Linked DNA regions of Mus musculus: regions 1 and 2 are each linked to region 3. A link is a contact called in public Hi-C and promoter capture Hi-C data. All regions are on one chromosome and are shown on one strand. The core of a region is the stretch at or near the end of the contact, and the rest is flanking DNA. Distances in the headings are between cores, read along the strand shown.

Region 1 (2,856 bases), core at 75-2,574, 75 kb after region 3:
TGAAAATGAAAGGTCTGTTTTCTCTGACAGATAGGAACCATCCAGTGATAAGACCACCACCCACCTCCTCACTGTGAGCAGAGGGCAGGGGCACTTTCAGGCTCCTGGGGCACGAACTGTCCTCATTGTCTGTTCCAGGAGTGGATCCTAGACCTCAAGCTAGAAGGCTCTGGTGGTTTGGGCCAGGTCTCAAAGGCAGCTGTTGGGACTGCCCTAGTTTCCCATTCTTCCTGAATGGAACTGAAATGCCAGCTCCATGAATTTTCACCTTGCCTCGGAGTAAATGCTATTCTACTGCTCACATCCTCACACACCTCCTCCCTGTGGGTTTGGAGTTGGTGGATGACAAGGCCAAGCTGTAGGCCACTGTGCTGTCATGTGTGACACACAGATCTAACTAGCAACTTCACCAATCCCTGCCCAAGCACCTTCGCCCTCTCCCTTCCCTAGCTTCCATCTTGATACCCACCAAGAAAACAGGGAAGGCTGGTTACCACTTTATCACCGAGCGAAGCACGGCAGCCCAGGCCTCCCTTCCAGGCAGGTATGGGAGGCTTTCTGCTCTCCGCGCACCGCCTCCAGCCCCTTCAGGCCAGGAGGGCCTCACCCGGCAGAGCTGCCACGCCTGGCGCCACCCTCCCCAGCACCTAGCTTGGCTACCTGGAACTCCACAGACATCTCCCAGGCCCAGTGTGAGCGGCCTTGACTGTGTTAAGACACTCGGAAAAAGGAAAACAAATCCGACCAAACCCTAGGTCATCCTCATCCCGATTTTCCCTAAACAGCCACTAGAACCCAGGGCCTCGGGGCCTGGGAAGTCCCCGCTGGGACAGAGGAGCCAGCCTCAGAGTAAGCTAGTTAAAACCGGAGAGGCTAGGGTGGAAGGGATTCCTTCCTTCCATCCGATGGTGGAGCAGGCGGAGCAGAAACAAGCTCTTTCTGCGGGAGGGGATCAGAAGGGGCCCGGTGCCGTCCCAAAACTACTTGAAGAAGGGTGCCCAGCGCCCAGCACCCAGACTGGTGCGGGACACGGAACCCAAGCCGGCTCCCCCGCCCACATCAACTCCAATGGGCCCGGCTCCACCCGTCAGGTGTCTGTCCTCCCTCAGGTGGCTTGCCAACGCCGGCGTCCCCACCTGGCCTCAGTCCGTGCTCAGGAGCAGGTGCACAAGAGTTCACACCGCCGCAGCACAGGAGCTCCCCCGACGGCTAGGTGCGGCTGGGAACCGCGGGCTCCTCTGCGGCCGGCACAGGCCCGCACCTGCCCACCTCGGTGCCCAGTGCTCAGAGCCTAGCCCTGGATGCCACAGCCCCTGCACGGTCTGGTCACGCCCTCCAGGTGTGGCCACATCCCCCGGAGTTCAGGATTGGTGCATTGCGAGAAATCTGATCCTCTGCGTTCCTGGGCCGCCGGCCCCGCCCTGCCTCTTCGTCACCCTACGCCCCTGCCACCGAGGGAGCGGTCCCTGTGTGGGCCTCACCCTGCGGGTGTCCGATCGTCCTGGGGACTTTGGGGGGGAGGGTTCTAGGAGTTCACGTCGAAATAGAAGAGCGTCGCCCCTCCCGTAGTGACCCTGCACAAGTGAGGGTTCTGAGACTGGGCCCCAGAACTAGCACGAGGACCTGCGTAGGTGGACTTGGCTTTGAGAAGCTACTCCAGGACTTGTCAATGCACCTTCCAGGACTGCCCGTGGACCCCGTGTTCTACCTTAAGTTCTATCTATTCAAAGGCGACCGCAATTTTCACTTTTTCCATTCTCCATGAAGTGCTAGTTGAAAGCACAGACCCTGGAGCCAGTTGTGGCGTTCAAACCCCCACCCCACCTCGCCCCTGTCTTTATCGGACACTAGAGACCTAAGAAAGTTTTCTCAGCAACCTGAGCTTCCGTTTCTTTTCTGTAGAGTGGGATTTCTAAATCGCCTGCCTGGTAGATTATGTGGGCATTCAATATGTGTCTATAAAGTACATAGCACGTTTGGTTATTATTGAAGTGAGGGTAGAATATCCCACAATACCTTGCAGAGTAAGAGTCTTTTCTGCCACCTGGAGTTCATGTCCTGTGTGCCTGACAAGTGCCACCCACCTGCCCTATCCATTGATCAACTATGAAAGCAGCGTCCAGGCAGTGAGGCAAACCCTTCACCACCAAACGCCGCTGAAACAAGGAGATGGAACATGGGCAAGGCACTTAGGAGGAAGACTGAGGGTGTAGCTCCTTTTTAGAGTGTTTCCCTAGTATATCAAGGCCCTGGGTGAGAACCTCCCCACTGTCCTAAGAATAACAGCAATGAAAGGCGTCCACCACTCAGGAGACTGAGGTGGGAAGACCAAGCCTTCCTAACCTAATACTGTATAGAGTGAAGTTAGTATTAGTTGTCATCTAGACAGCCAGAGGACAGCCCTCTGGACAATGGGGGTGGGGGTGGGATGGGGTTGTATTGATTAAGGTTAGCCTCTGAGAATGTCTTCGAGGGATTGTCTTGATTAAACTAATTGATGTGGGAAGGCCCATCTTAATTGTAAGCAGAATCATTCACTGAGCAAAAAGTGGAGAAGCTAAGCCAAGCTTTAGCGTGTGTGAATCTCTGTTCCCAGCTAAGGAAACTTGAAGCTCCTGAATATTGAAGCCCCAGGATTGACAGGCTGTGCACTCTTGAATGCAGTCAGGAAAAACTTTTCTCCCTTAAGTTTCTTTTTCTGGTTATTTTTATCACAATGGGAAGGAAAAAGAAGACAGTGAGTTTGAGGCCAGCCTGGGATCCATAGTGAGACCCTGTCTCAAAACAGTAAAATAAGATGATGAGGGAGAAATTGCAGATTGGTGTTGTGATCGACTGAGGGAGGGGCCCCCCAGG
Region 2 (3,119 bases), core at 24-2,523, 98 kb before region 3:
GGCAGGCTCTCTGCAGCTTCATTCTGGCAATCTGTGACTAAGCTGTTTGGCTGGTGGAACATGCATTGTAAGTTGTTACTAGACTCATTAAGATATAAAAATAGAATCACTATTGTATGCTAATTGCCTCCCCAATTAAGCCCCACCTCCACAGCCTGGCACTCAGGGACCTGTTCACTCTTAGCTCCTCTCCCCTCTCTGCCACAGCTGAATCTCTAGCCGCTACTCCTGCAAACTGGCCATTTCCCATTAGCCAACTCTGATGGATTTTTTTTTTGTCTGCCCATAATTAATTTCTACATCCATTAGCCAAATGGATCATATTCACCCCTCCTGCCTAGGCCCTCCTAGGTCTCTTTAACTCCATAAATTATAGTGTTGACTGCATGTATAGTCACCTAGACAGTGTTTTACAAACACCAGAGCCCTGGCCGAGTTCCACCTGAACCTTGAACCTCTGGGGCAAGGCTGAGGCATTGATGCGGTCCTGTGAGTTCCTCCTCACACCCCTGCATTCCTCCTACTCAGCCTCAGGCTCTCCTAATCTGTCTCCTAAGCCCTGAGAGATCCTGGGGGAATTCCCTCTGGGCTCCTTTGTAGCCTCCAGAAAGAATTGGCCCAGAAGTGGACAGAGCAGAGACTGGACAGCTCTCTCCACCAACCTCCCTCCTCCGTCTCCTGCTGTGACTTCCCCCTGCCTTTCTGCCACCAGGCTGTGCCATAACCCTTAGGTTGACACACTGATGCCCTGGGAACTGCAAGCAAAAGGTCGGTCCCAGCTCTCCTTCAGTGTAGTGGCTCTCTCCTCTTCTCAGGGTCCTCCTGTTCAGTGTGGTCATGGACTAGCAGAGCTTGCTAAACTGTAGCTTCTCTACCCTACTGCGTCAGTACTGGCCGGTGTCCGGGTGGACTTTGTGTGCAGACTAAGCATTGACCCCTCACCTGGCCCCACACCCTACTGCCAGATGGATAAACTCATCAGCTCTCAAGCCCACAGTAAGCACAACAACCTGAAGCTTCCAACCTCAGTAATTAAAGCAGAATAACTGAGAGTAGAGGCCCAGACAGGTTATTTTGGCTGTCATACCTTATAATTCATGATAATATTTTCCTATGTACACAGTAATTTCCATGGTATAGTAATGCTGTGAGACCCATTACATAAACTCATTCTGTAGTTAAAAATGACCTTGAACTCCTGTTCCTCCAGCTTCTACCTTCTAAATGTTCTGGGCTTGCCAGGTATGCACACTGTGCCCAGCCCCAAACCCACAACCTATCTCCCTACCCTTCTCTGGCCTTTCACATACTAGGCAGAGTATGAGCGCTACCACTGAGCTATGTCACCAGCAATAGCCACAACTTAAATGGAGTGTCTGTTCTGCTTTGTGGGTCTGTTCTGGTCCTACTCCTTCCACTCCACCCTACCCACCCTGGGTTGTCACCTGCACAGCAGTGGTAGAACCTCCAGGATTAGGGGCACAGCGGTCGGCATGTCCGTGACAGAAGCAACTCCCCTGTAGACGTAGCTGTGACACTGCAAAGTAGGCGCTGGGTGGATAGGAGCCCCTCTGGGGCACAGGGGCCAGCTTGGTGAAGTTGACTCTCAAGTTTGTGATGTCCCCAAGTTCTGAGAGTGGCACCAGCAAGAGGAGAGGTAAAAAGACAAGAAGTTAAAGGCCAATGGAATCTCCTTTTCTACCTTCCCATCATACCACAGACACCCCCACCCTCAGCCTTCTCACAGCATCTCCCTGGAGGGTGAGCAAGGCAAGCAGTGTTTCCCAGCCACATCGGGGAAGTAGGAAGGAACTGGGAATTTCGATGACCCAGCTTCCCGCCTGTTTCCTACCCCCACTACCAGTCCCACAGAAAAGAGGAAGACTCAAACAAACCTTGAATCTTTTTACTTTGAGATGCAGGGATAGCTGATGCTAAATCCATAAGGTTAAGTTGGACCTGATCAGAGAGAAGAAAGGTCAGGACTACAGTGGAGACATGTACATGAAGCTCAGAAGCTTCCTTCTCATTCATCCTCATTCCCCTTACACCCTTCTCAAACCTGAGGCAGACCATGGCCCTGAGGCCTGCCACTGTGCTAGTAGAACAGATGGCCACTGGACCCTAAAAGAGCATACACGGTGTGTGTGTGTGTGTGTGTGTGTGTGTGTGTGTGGTGTGCATGTGTGTATGTGTATGTGCATGTGTGTATGTATGTGTGCATGCATGTGTGTGTGTTGGAAAATATAGGTCTACCAAGAATTTCCTGCTATCTCATCTATGACACAGGAGGGCTTGTGCAATGCTTTTTTTTTTTTAGTAGTTTTAAGTTAATGGGTTTTGTTGTTGTTGTTGTTGTTGTTGTTATTGTTGTGTGTGTGTGTGTGTGTGTGTGTGTGTATGAAATGATGGTGTACCATGGCATGTATATGGAGGTCAGAGGACAACTCTGTGGAGTTGATTTTCTCTTTCTAGCTTTACATGGCTTCTGGTGATCACACTCACAACACCAGGCTTGCATGGCAAGCACATGACTCACCGAGCTATCTTGCCAGCCCTACTGTTAGTTTTTTACATTGGTATACACAACAATGGGTTTTGTCTGATATTTTCATGCATAGAAGGTGGTAACTTTCTAGTGTCTGGATAGCGTTGGCCACCCTGGTCACTGACAGTTTTGAGTATGCTTTCATTTACTCTACAAACCGCTCACCACATGTGACTTCTTGGCATATCCCACCAAGTTTTCATTTTAACCCCCTATAAATGAGGAAGAAGCCTTGGTCTCTGCTCAGGGTTAGGAACAAGTGGACACAAACGCTGAGTAAAACTTTAATCAAGTAGCTCAGCAGTTCTCAACCTGTGGTCGCAACCCCTTAGATTGAATGATCTTTTCACAAGGGTCTCCTAAGGCCATTGAAAAACAGAGATATTTACATTAAAATTCATAACAACAGCAAGATTGCATTTATGAGGTAGCAACAAAAATAATTTTGTGGTTGGGGTTATCACACCATGAAGGAATCAATGAAGGTTAAGGACCACCATTAGGTGAGCACAGGAAATCTGAGGCCACAGGGGGGCAGCACTCAGCCTGCGTGTCACCTGAGCTGCTTCCC
Region 3 (3,129 bases), core at 490-2,989:
ATGCCAGAATATCAGACAAATCCAAATGGCAAAACAGTTGCCATAAGTGTGTTGGTGTGTGTTCAATGGCCAGCTTCCCAAGAAAGGAAACTTTTTAAAAACCCGATTGGTAATATTTCTATAGTGTAAACAGTCTCATGATGGCCATAGGCTGCTTGCAAAATTCATAAACATTGAGCCATCAGCTCTTCATATTATGGCAAGAGCCAGTCATGGCATATTGGCTGGTATAGGATAAGTCCCTATACTTCCCAATAGTGTCAATGAACTTCAATGAGAGACTGGGGAATTATTTCAAGTAGAAGTGAACTGACAAGTCCTAACATGCAAGGTAACTCATGTTCTTTGGGGTGCCTCTGCTATAAAATATATGGTAGAGACAAGCATCTAGACCTTATGGTGGTCTGTGGATTGCAGAGCAAGAATAGAGTAGCATTTCTTCAGTGGGTTGGATGGCGGCCCCTGGAAAGACATCCACATCCTATAGACATAATTTTTTTAGAAGGATCTTTGTAGGTTTAATTGAAGGAAGGCTCTTGAGGTGGAATCACCTTGGAGTACTAAATCCAACAACAAGTACTCCATGAGAGACACTGGACCAAAGATGGAAGGAAGAGAGGCCATACGAACATACGGTCACAGACTAGAGCAGGGGTTCCATCAGCAATGCTGGCATCCAGGAAAAAAAAAATCCTCACTTAGCACTTTTGAAGAAAGCATGGTTCTCCCTACTCATTGGTTTCACACATCTCCAGTCCACAACTGTGAGAATAAGTCTCTGCTATCTTAAACCACCCACCTTGTTACTAATTGTTCCAGAATCCCTAAGAGTTGAATGAATGGCTTTCTTGTCCTGCTCAGAGTGTGACCAAACAAGATAATGTCCCTCTGTGGAAGAAATGGACACTGGAGTATTCAAGGTGACAGGACATGGTGTCAGTCCTGACCTCAGTTACGGGGATTACTTCCAGAAGGCTCAAAGGAGCCATGTGTGGTAGTGCACGCCTGCCATCCCAGCACTTGGGAGTGAGGAAGGGGGATCAAGAGTTCAAGAGGTCACCCCAGTACATAATAGCATGAGGCCAGCCTGAAGTATATGGGACGCTCGCTGTCTAAAAGGTAACTGGGGGTGGGGAATAATTCTCACGTGCACACTCTTTCAACTTTGCTAAAAGTTTGACATCATTTCAAAAGAAAAAAGTATTTGTCCTAGGAACCCAGTGGAGTGGAAGATGTGGGGGTAAATTCTTTGGGGGTTTGCCTTCTGGGCTCTTTGGTGATCCCTGTGGTAAACACTCAGATCACCACTTGTTTCCAGGTGGGATTGGCTCTATCCTCTCCACCATCAGCTTCCTTGCTGAATTTTCAAATGATTGCCATTTCAAAGGCACATTTCCAACTTCTTTAACTGAATACTCTAAAAAACCAACCAACCAAACGAACAAAGCAACCTAGACTAAAAAGCTCCAGTCCTGCTTTTCTTCAGACTTGTAGAGAGACCCAGGCAAAGGAACCGCATTACCGGTTGGGCAAGCTCCTGCTTGAAGTCTACTATGTTTCCATGGCCTGAGCCCTAACCCTAACCCTAACCCTAACCCTAACCCTAACCCTAACCCTAACCCTAACCCTAACCCTAACCCTAACCCTAACCCTAACCCTAACCCTAACCCTAACCCTAACCCTGATTCATCCTAGACCCTGCACTCCAAGCCTCCCTTTGACCTCTGGTGTTCAGCTAACGAGCCCGTGTGCACAGCCTGTATGCCAGCTTGCCAGTTCTGGCTACTCTGCAGTAGCTGGAACGCAGTGCTTTGGGAATAGTTCTAATCGCACATTCTGTCCCATTTATGATCACATTTACATTCAGACATGTCAGACTCCTTGTCCCATATTTTGCTTTAGAAAATATAGTCACTGCAGCTCTATCTGTGTCTAAACATTCCTGGATGAGAATCAGCTGCATATATGTCTTGCTTCTGTGTCTGCTTCTGTGTTAACTAGAAATTAACCTTGAGCCTAATACTTACAGGCTTCTCAGCCCCTCGGTGTTACAACTGCTCCAAGCATATCAGGACAATCTCTTTACAAATTACCTCTGTTAATGAGGTTCTGATCCTGCCAGGCGTTTGACTGTCAGTTGCACAAGTAGCTCCCACAGGGTGTCATTGGGAACAAGGTGACCCTTTCCTCTCCTGCCCACCCAACCCTGTTCCGTGGGAATCTGTCCTTCCCAGAACATGCATGTGACTTGGTGACTCTGACATGATTCAACCCTTTTCTTCCTGCTTCCTGTCTTAAGCATGCTCTCACTTTGCTAGTTAAAATGCCAAGATGTGCAGCTTAACTTTAGCAAAAGACTTTCCCACACAATGCTAATCAGTTTATGAGACAAGTTTATTCCACATTTGCATCTAGAACATCTTACAACGTTTCAGAAAGCTGAGAAGGACAAACTCCTTCAAACATCCAGGTTCTTTCATTTTCTTTTGAAGAGGCCCTGTGTGATCGAGGGAAGTCTTGTGCTTGCTCTGTAGCTGAGGAGCACTTTGAACCCCGCCCTCCTGATTTACTTCCAGAGTGCTGGGATTGCATGTATGCCACCATGTGTGGTTTATGTGGTATGTCGTGTGGGAAAGTATTTACAAATAGGAAACAGACTTGAATTAAATGCCCAAGGTTGTGTTGGAATGTGCTAGGGGCCAGGAAGTTGTCTTCTTTTTCCTGCTTTTGTGATCTGCCCCAGATTTTCTTCTTTTATGGGCCTCTGGCTCACAATCATTAACAGCAATTCCTAAATCAAGAATCTCTGGGGGCAGAGGGGGGGGATACTGAAGCCCTGAAAATCAAGGGTTTCCTCTCTGTAATTAAGCTGACCTGAATTGAGGCTTTTTATCTAAGTGCGGAAATAATAATATTGGCTTCCCAGGTGTTTCTAACCTCCAAAGGGTAGGGCGGGGGCTATGACACTGCTCACCCTCCTCCCTTGTTTTTTTTTTTTTTCCTGTGCTCCAGCTGCCCTGACTTGACCCTTGCTTAATAATTCTGTAATTTTTTATATATATTTAAAGGTACCCTATACTACATGTGATGGTAAATGTTAGTTGTCTTGATAGAATCTAAAATTACCTG

Evidence for each region. A called contact is a pair of places that touch in the nucleus more often than the background predicts. Capture Hi-C pulls out chosen DNA fragments and counts their contacts.
Region 1: a contact with region 3 is called in a Hi-C map of liver, with 1.8 times the contacts expected there. The contact joins the promoter of Irf6 here to the enhancer-like site in region 3. A contact is called at or near these places in 4 of 39 promoter capture datasets (the 3T3-L1 cell line, liver, maxillary cranial neural crest and 1 more), 1 of 484 Hi-C or Micro-C datasets (liver), 1 of 115 datasets of contacts at active chromatin or transcription factors (embryonic stem cells) and 3 of 9 other capture datasets (adipose tissue, liver and pancreatic islet).
Region 2: a contact with region 3 is called in a promoter capture Hi-C map of liver. The contact joins two enhancer-like sites. A contact is called at or near these places in 8 of 39 promoter capture datasets (the HPC-7 cell line, HPC-7-derived erythroid cells, cranial neural crest and 3 more), 1 of 15 datasets of contacts at CTCF or cohesin (CD8 T cells), 39 of 484 Hi-C or Micro-C datasets (the AML12 cell line, the C2C12 cell line, CD4 T cells and 27 more), 4 of 115 datasets of contacts at active chromatin or transcription factors (the HPC-7 cell line, double positive thymocytes, effector CD8 T cells and 1 more) and 4 of 9 other capture datasets (adipose tissue, embryonic stem cells, liver and 1 more).

The regions. Positions count from the first base shown.
Region 1 is chr1:193,151,580-193,154,435 of GRCm38.p6, reverse strand. Irf6 (interferon regulatory factor 6) reads right to left here and starts at 1,324. Exons shown (of 8, transcript NM_016851.2): 1 at 1,137-1,324.
Region 2 is chr1:193,324,400-193,327,518 of GRCm38.p6, reverse strand. Lamb3 (laminin, beta 3) reads right to left here. Exons shown (of 23, transcript NM_008484.2): 7 at 1,896-1,959; 8 at 1,446-1,630. Among named protein-coding and RNA genes, the nearest start is that of Gm51741, 17 kb to the left of the region's middle. Within about 2 kb of position 1,273, at least 40 of the 459 cell types and tissues checked have an H3K27ac peak or open chromatin away from gene starts, as enhancers often do. A contact at or near this core is called in adipose tissue, liver, muscle stem cells and 1 more, where this site is marked.
Region 3 is chr1:193,226,366-193,229,494 of GRCm38.p6, reverse strand. All of the region lies in intron 4 of Hsd11b1 (hydroxysteroid 11-beta dehydrogenase 1), which reads left to right. Among named protein-coding and RNA genes, the nearest start is that of Hsd11b1, 14 kb to the left of the region's middle. Within about 2 kb of position 1,739, at least 40 of the 459 cell types and tissues checked have an H3K27ac peak or open chromatin away from gene starts, as enhancers often do. A contact at or near this core is called in adipose tissue, liver, muscle stem cells and 1 more, where this site is marked.